Regions from separate parts of the Anser cygnoides genome. Here all the other regions are linked to region 3. A link is a contact called in public Hi-C data. All regions are on one chromosome and are shown on one strand. The core of a region is the stretch at or near the end of the contact, and the rest is flanking DNA. Distances in the headings are between cores, read along the strand shown.

Region 1 (2,700 bases), core at 138-2,637, 190 kb after region 3:
TTTACTGTATTTATTCCTTTTTTCACCAGACATTCATAAACATTACTGAATAATATTCCTGACCAGTTATTAAAATGCTCAAAAAAATGTTATGCTGTTATGACAGATGACCAAATAGTGCACAGGGAATAATTTATTTGACAAACAGGAGCTTTATTTTCTGTGATCCAAGCACTTTTTAAAGTTTTTAGATATTTGTGTTCCTCACTTGAAATGATGTGTTCAGTTGCTACAAGTAAGTGTTGGTTGTTAGCTTGTTCTTAGGACATCTGTGATGGGTATGTGGCATTTAAACCTGTTGGACAGAAGGCCCCTCTTTTTGCTTCCTGCGTGGGTATATGTAACTCTTGAATCTAGCTCATTGTGTAAAAGAAGATTCATTTTATTGTTCTTCCATACTTTCTAAATTTTTTGCAAAAACATTAAAAATAATGACTTCGAGTTTTGGTAAGCTCTTAGGGAACTTCTCTCCTAGAAGACTGATGGAAATTAAATACAAAAAGAGTACAGATGTAGTCAAGACAGATGGAACATTTATCTTTTTTCCCAAATACCTTTGTAACAATTTTTGATGTGTTTGCCTTTGTTTATACAGTCACATTCTCAACATTTTATGCCTCCAAGAGTTTGAAACAGCATGGTGTTTGGTGTCTTTCCAACAAAATTACTAGTGCAATTTCCATTATTTCACAAACAAACAAAAACAATACAAAGCAACAACAACAACAAAAAACAGCAGCTAAGCAAGACCAAATATATATGCAGCTGCATACTTAAGTACTCCCTTGGAGTATCTGTATAGCCAGCAAATACAAGGCACTAGCATCTGCTGTGGGAACATTAGGGCTTAGTGTGGACAAATTGGAACGGGCTGCGTGAGGCCGAAGTTCACGTTACTTGTGCTGGCGCCTCTGTGAGACACCTTGACTCCAGGTTATCTCTGAAAGGTACACATGCTGTCCAGCACATGCTCCCAGTATGCCAGAGATTAAAAAACAAAGTGTGGTGAGCGATGTAGTATGTAGCTACACTGAACTGTATTCCTTTGGCAAATACATGTCTTCTGATTTTGTGTAGAAAATGTCTTGCATGGGTAATGGACGGCATCACAGAGAAAAACAACACTAAATTCCTGATAATAAAACAGAAATAAAAGCGGTCAGTTAAGACACTGCAAACTGCGATTGACTTTGCTTCTAATCCTGTACACGCTGGCCCCTGCAAAAATCAGCTTTCCACAAACTATAGTTTGTTGTCCTGATGAAACTCATCCCTACCACGACTTGCAGTGCATTTGCAGTGCAATTACCTCTCCCTGCTGTTCTTATTTGTGCTAGCTGAGTGTGTCAAGTCAGTTCTAAGTAAACCAGAGAGGAATGCTGGTGGGGATGGGGCAAACTCCAGTTCCCAGGGGTCTTTTGCATATCCTTTGAGCTCTGTCTTGGAGCGATCCTCAGTGGCACAGAGCCTCATGGTAAGAGGCCTTTACACCTTGCCACAGTGGGGATGTATATGTACATTACACAAATATGCAAGTGTAGGAACGTCCCCCTGTCAAAGGACAGAGGTCCCAGCTGCAACAGGAGGTAGCCCTGGGTCACCGGCTGGACTCTTGCCTTCACAAGCAGCAATGCTGAGGAAGGCACATGAGGAGGAGCCTGCGTGGCCCCAATTAAAACAACAGTGTCCAAAACTTATAAAGAAAATATCTCCTGTGACCATTCCTACACGTGCTTGGGTTTTGTTTTGTGCTGGTAGTTTTTCTAAAGTGATTTCCCTATCATGTTCTCTGATGTTGCGTTTTACCTTGCTGGTTCTGTAAATATTTTCTGGCATGTCAGATAGCTGTTTGGGTGAGTCGCTAACAAAGTGCATATGCCACAGGGAACTTGCACTGGGTTGCTGTTCCAGTGAATGCACCAGCAGGAAAAATTTGTGTGGGTGGTATCTACATCGCCCTTTTACCTCTGTTTTCTCCTCTGTGGGCTCCACTCCCGACCCGTGGCATTCCAGCTGTGGGCATCGTTCTTCCTCATTGCACACCTACTTGCTTGAATGCAGACGCTTACTTTAGTGTCAGCTGTATGTCCTCTCATTTGCTCCCCATTCAGCTTGCCTTTAATGATTCCAGTACATGCAGACTTCTGCGTCAGTGCCTCATCCCCAACAACTCCACCTTCTCTGTTTTCTTCTTTCTCTTACTAAGACATAGTTGTTCACTCGTGTTAGGAAAGAACTCCTCTATTTCCATCACTACGTGGTATAGAGCCTGCTCAACAAACCCTTTCTAAATTTGGACGTAGACAGTGGTATCTCCCTCTTTGCTGGAAATGAACTAACAAAAACAAGTGCTCAAAGGCACATGTTTGTCGGTATGTATTGTCATGCAAGATGTATTGTAACAAAGAATTATTGATGAGCCTGCTATAGCAACCTGATTTCCTATTTTACCATTATCTTAATTCTTAGGAATTTTAAAAAGCATTGGCTTGGCCATTTTAAAATTACACAAGTACAAAAAAGTATATGCTGAGTGGTTTAAAAGAGTTCTTTTTAAATCATATATAAATTAAAAGCTGCTTAATTTAAAAATGTATTTTTGGCTAAGGTACTTAATGTTGAAAAGTGGTTACTCAGCATGCAAAGTACCTTAGGTACTTTTCATAAGAAGTTTTATGACAACACAAATTTTTAAAAATG
Region 2 (2,700 bases), core at 19-2,518, 140 kb after region 3:
CAGTATCACTCAAGCTGTCAGATCGGTGAGCAAGCCTCATGAGCAAGCTGAGTTATGGCAAACTCCTGCTAGGAGGGGATTGCAGTAACTGAGCCTTGCTCTCAAACATTTATGTGTGTCCTGAGATAAATAAAGGCACAGCCTCTGTAAACTCCGCAGTGAAAGCAAACACCTTTGAACCTAACTGGTTACAAGGCTCTATAAACCATGGGCATAGCAGATGTTAACGACAAGATTTGTGCCTTGGTTTCCCATCTTGACGGAAACTGTCAGAGGCCTCCTGGCTGGCAAAGCCTTAAGGGAAAGGCCCTGGCCTAGCTACTGCAGGGCCACGGGACCCACACTGACAGGCAGCACAGGGCCTGCACAGGAATATGCCACAAAAGAGTAAAACCCGTCCGAGTCCTTGACAAATCCCTGGCCACGTGGGCCAGGCCTGCCTAAAACGGGGGTTGTGCTTCGTCAAATAAAAGGCATTCAGGTTATTTTAAGATCGTACCTCATGGGTTCAGACACAGCTGTGTGTCACACTGAGCTTTGTTTAGAAGCCTGGAGTGGATTATAGAGGCACTTTGGAAATCATGTGCTTATCAGAAGTTTGAATCAGCTCGCTGTCTATAACCAAGCTCAAATGATATGCCTCCTGAACCATGTAGTGGGGCAGCAAAAGAGCAGGGGACATGCAGGAAGGCAATGATTTAGCAGAATTTCACTCAGCATTCAGGCATGCTAGCACACCTGAAAATAAGGGATACATTATTAATTAGTTAATGTTTGCAAAGTATTTTAACTCTGGAAAGTGCCAAGTGTTCTTCTTCATTAATTTTCAGTAAATATATGACTAAGCAGTATATGTAATAAGGACACAAAATGTGGTAAGTAGACAAAAGACTTGAAAATACACAAAACATTTAAAAAATACAGATGCTATTAACAGGGGAAAAAAGTGTTCAAGCTGGTGGAGTAAATATTGTGATGATGCAGCTAGTTATCTATTAACTCAGCACTAATGTGAGGACATGCCCGATGGCACTGACGATCAGTCAAGACAGCCAACGTCCTACAAGACCTGTAAAGCTGACCTCTGACACCTTTTCCCTTCCAGCTCTAAATTTGGCACAGCACAGACTCGGCAGACCTTCCCTTACCTTCTGGGGCTGCCTAACGCCTGCCTGGAGAGTTACATGCACTTCTGCAGCTTTAATAATGCCTGGAAAACTGCTTCTAGATCACGGCCGCCACCCCTGCCTAGCTGCAGGGAGGTGCGCTGACACAGGCCCGTGACTTAAGCTGCTGCACGCTCATCCCCTCCCTCTTTGTTCGCACATCCCCATCTGTTCCTTTCCAGTCTCTCAAGTGGGAAATAAACTGAGCTAGAGTCAAACTGTCAAACTCATAATATTCAAGTGGGTTGAAAGTCACACCAACAGAATTCACACAATCCATATTTCATTCAGCGCAATAAATATGCAGTCTTGCACAAAGCTTAGAAATCAATTATATTTTTCAGGAAGACTTGGAGAAACAGTAGGGGCACTTCAGTACAATGATTTCTTGCCTTCTTTTCCAGTGAAGTAACTTTTTAGTATTACGATTGCAACGTCTCACTTCCTGAAAACAAGATCGTAAGCGCCCAAGTCATCTGCTCCCGCCTTTAAGTCAAAGTCATGGTCCTCAGTTTACAACTACTTGGAAATTTATGACGTTACAAGTACAGGATTGTCACTTTTGTTGACAGCTAGCCAATAGGATCAAGTGAATTAAGCAACAAGCCATGTCCTTGAAATCCTTGGCTGTAAAGACAACGTGGTAGCCTTTCTAATTGAAGGGAACTAGTGTAGCCTTCACAGGTGGTTAATGTATCAGAAATTTGTCATATGCTCTGTAAAAATAACTGGGAATGGTTTTGTGGCTTTCTAAACATACTTTCAGTATTCTTTAAAACATTTTTATCTTTACATGTTGACTGTTCTGCACATGCAGTTATGTACACGTGATAGTTTCTGACCTACACTGAGGGTCCAATGATAAATCAACTTCCAGAGCCAGATATACATCTCATCCACTTCGACTTTACATTAATGCAGTCAAATGAGCTATGCCAAATTTCTACCAGCTAGAGAACACACAATGTACACATTGTGTATGCCACAGCATTTTTCTGTGGCTGCAAATTTTTACTGTATGTGGAAGAGTTGAAATTGGTGGGAAAATACCTATTGATTCCATTGTGCAGGGTGTAGCCATGGTGTATATCAGTGGAAAACAGCATGAAAGCTATCAAATAAGAAACAAGCTGTTTCTGGCCCTTCAGAACTGTATGGAATTTAGCATTTGTAGAAATGAATTCCTCAGCTACCAGAAATCAGCAAAGTCATGTTGATTTTCACTGGTTAGAGGTCTTGATCTGAGTCTGAGTCCCAACGGTCCTACTCCATCCAAGCAAAATCATGTCCCTGCAGCTGGCTCTACTGACTTATCAAAAGTATAGAAATTTTCACTGCATTTTAATGAACCAGCAGACAATTTAGAAAAACATATGCAGCAAATTGAGGATGTTATAGAGATGCTAGGAATCTGCCTGAACACCTACAAAACAAGGGAGCACCATACAATAGGAGTGCAAACCCAACATCAGCTAGGTATGAAGGCCAGCTTCAGGAACGGACCTTGAAGTTACAGGCTGGCAAGTGAAAGATT
Region 3 (2,700 bases), core at 152-2,651:
AATCGAGCAAAAATGAATATACAATGTAAGAACCAACTTTAGTGAAACCTGGAGAGAAAAAGCTAACAACATCCTGTACAGAACATCACAAATTCCTCATTTTACCAGTGGGCCAGAGTTAATCTGCAAACATTCATAGCAAATCCCCAACTAAAACAATAAAAACCTTTTAAGTCACATAGATGTATACAGAGATGAATAGACAATTAATGATACTCTCAAACTTTAGGAACTGGGTTGCAACTCATCCTGAGACATGAGTCAAATTGACCTAAGTCATGAGTCAAATTAGAACAGTTAAAATACTGACTTCACTAAAAAACAATGCAAACTATGACTCTGTATACACTTCAACAAAATCGTGGTAGGAACAGTGGAAGGCTGGCAAGGGCAAGTGTTTTAACTACCCCTTAATACACGGGCATGAACTTTGAAGTAATTTCTCAAATTTTATGTTGATAAAAATGACAAGCATTTTAAGCAGAAAGATGATATGCTGTCATGAAGTTGTGGAATAGAGCTTTTACTAATATGTTTTATATCTGTCTTTCATGAGTGCTATATGAAGGACATAATTACAAAATAGCAATATATAACTGTTTATCATTACTGATTGTTCCATTAATGTCAAGAAAGTTGAAATACTTATACACATTTTAAAACAATATAAAACAAAACAACACAGATGTACAATTGATTCTAAGTGTGTGATTTTCCACATGCAAGAACATAGCCAGCAAAATGAAAGACCTATTAAAAATAAACCTATCATCTCTTACTTACATGTAAGCATTAGCTAATTTGGGACCGTCTTTCATAGTACACGTCAAACCAACAACTTCACTAAGCCTTTATAAAGCCATATGCCTACAGTGTCAATTACAAAACCAGCTTCACGTCCATGTTAGCATATGTCTAAAATTAAGCCTGTGCTCAAGAACCCTGCTGAACATGTGCAGCACTGGTGAATCATTAACTGTCTGCTTGTGAGTCCCATCCCTCTGTAGAAAAAAAGAGTCAACCTCAGTCACCATGAAGAACTCTAATGAATAAAACAGACTAGTTCAGAAGCTGCACATTTAAAGGCATATAAAAACACAGTTCCACAGGAATTTGTCTGATTTAAGCATGAAGCTACTGCCAAAACATGTAGCATTGTCTTGCTCTATAAATTTTCAGCTGCTTGCTCCTGCTCCCTTCCTTACATTGACACATATTCCTATAAAAAGCTCCTACAGGACAAGCAGGACTAAGGACCTCATTGACACCAAAGTGAACCCCAAAGAAGCTGTTGACTGGTTGTTTCACAGTCCTCCATGTGGGGATGTGTGAATGCTGGAGTGGTGTGGGGAAGGACAAAGGGCAGGACCTACGTCTATAAGTGCCAAACCACACTTTTGTCATATGAAAGCAAACGCAGTATTGCCACTGCTGAGATTCTCTAGATGGAAACCACCATCTCCAGGCAGAATGTCTCTACTGAACACTGAAGAGTTCACTAGTCAGACGAAGATACCTTTAAGAAGCATTTCCTGAACAGAATTAAATATATATATATATGCATATATATCTCCAATGTGTTCTTTTCAGTCACTGTGAAATTTGAAAAGTTCACTGAAAATAAAATAAATCAAATTACTTTTATTTTTATATTATAGTGAGGCATCCCCTGAAGCCGCAGTATAAATCCTATTAAACTGAACTTAGCTTGTCCATCCCAAAAATAGATTTGACATACAAACACAAACACAAGGTCAAGGTCACAGATCAGCAAGAAAGACTACAAAGAGGACTGATGTAAGAGCTGGCATTTGATCAAAGCTCCTAAATTATTTATTTATTTAGTATGCTTACCAGAAATACCACATTTTCTTCACATTGGTGCATTACATGTTTTAAGTATTCCCCACCTTTGAGAGCAGCTGACCTGGGCTTATTTATGTTAACAAGAGATGTTAGGCAGGGTATCAAATAAACTAAGGAACGGCTCTTACGTTAAATGAAAACAAAGTGGAAGACACCCCTTTTTGCCATCTTTTTTCACTATTTAATACATACTAAATCAGAAATTTGAAAGGAGAACCCTCTCAGAAGTATAGGACATGGTAGTAAGACCACTGCTAAAGAATAAGATTCTCAAGTTTATAACTCTGAGTCACTTAATACAGCAACTGTATATTTGGATGTGCACTCCCAAATACAACATTCACTCATCTATCCTAACTAGCTGTGAGCACAGCATATATTTTTCAATTAAAAAAAAGAACCTTGTAACATAAGGTCCCTGCAGAATACAATCAAACTAACCTCTTCTGTAATCAGGACATTTGCCTCCTAGAAAGCTGCTTTAATACTGAACACTGAGTAAGTGAGCAGATTAAACACAGTAGCAACAGTTGAAAGACTCATTCAAACTCAGCAGCTGAAAATAGTTAACAATGGAGGTCATTTACTGATCTATCCATCCATTCACTCACTCAGTGATATGTTCCCAAACCTTTAACCACACACTGATAAATAATCATTGTACAGATCATGTCCACCAGACACACCTTCTGACACAAACAGAAGAAAGATGAGGAGTCTTGAGGAACACAATGTCATAACGTTCAAACATGTAACACCATCACAAAGTTTCTGTAAGTACATTATAACTAGCAATCTGAAGAACAGGATGGCTTGTACTCTGAGTCTCCACTT

Evidence for each region. A called contact is a pair of places that touch in the nucleus more often than the background predicts.
Region 1: a contact with region 3 is called in a Hi-C map of liver, with 1.8 times the contacts expected there. The contact joins two enhancer-like sites. A contact is called at or near these places in 2 of 7 Hi-C or Micro-C datasets (both in liver).
Region 2: a Hi-C map of liver shows a contact between it and region 3, with 4 times the contacts expected there. The contact joins two enhancer-like sites. A contact is called at or near these places in 2 of 7 Hi-C or Micro-C datasets (both in liver).

What each region holds. Positions count from the first base shown.
Region 1 is chr1:80,966,613-80,969,312 of Taihu_goose_T2T_genome, reverse strand. No RefSeq gene overlaps it. Among named protein-coding and RNA genes, the nearest start is that of NRIP1, 100 kb to the left of the region's middle. Within about 2 kb of position 1,387, at least 1 of the 3 cell types and tissues checked has open chromatin away from gene starts, as enhancers often do. A contact at or near this core is called in liver, where this site is marked.
Region 2 is chr1:81,016,894-81,019,593 of Taihu_goose_T2T_genome, reverse strand. No RefSeq gene overlaps it. Among named protein-coding and RNA genes, the nearest start is that of NRIP1, 50 kb to the left of the region's middle. Within about 2 kb of position 1,268, at least 1 of the 3 cell types and tissues checked has open chromatin away from gene starts, as enhancers often do. A contact at or near this core is called in liver, where this site is marked.
Region 3 is chr1:81,160,957-81,163,656 of Taihu_goose_T2T_genome, reverse strand. All of the region lies in intron 4 of NRIP1 (nuclear receptor interacting protein 1), which reads right to left. Among named protein-coding and RNA genes, the nearest start is that of NRIP1, 94 kb to the right of the region's middle. Within about 2 kb of position 1,401, at least 1 of the 3 cell types and tissues checked has open chromatin away from gene starts, as enhancers often do. A contact at or near this core is called in liver, where this site is marked.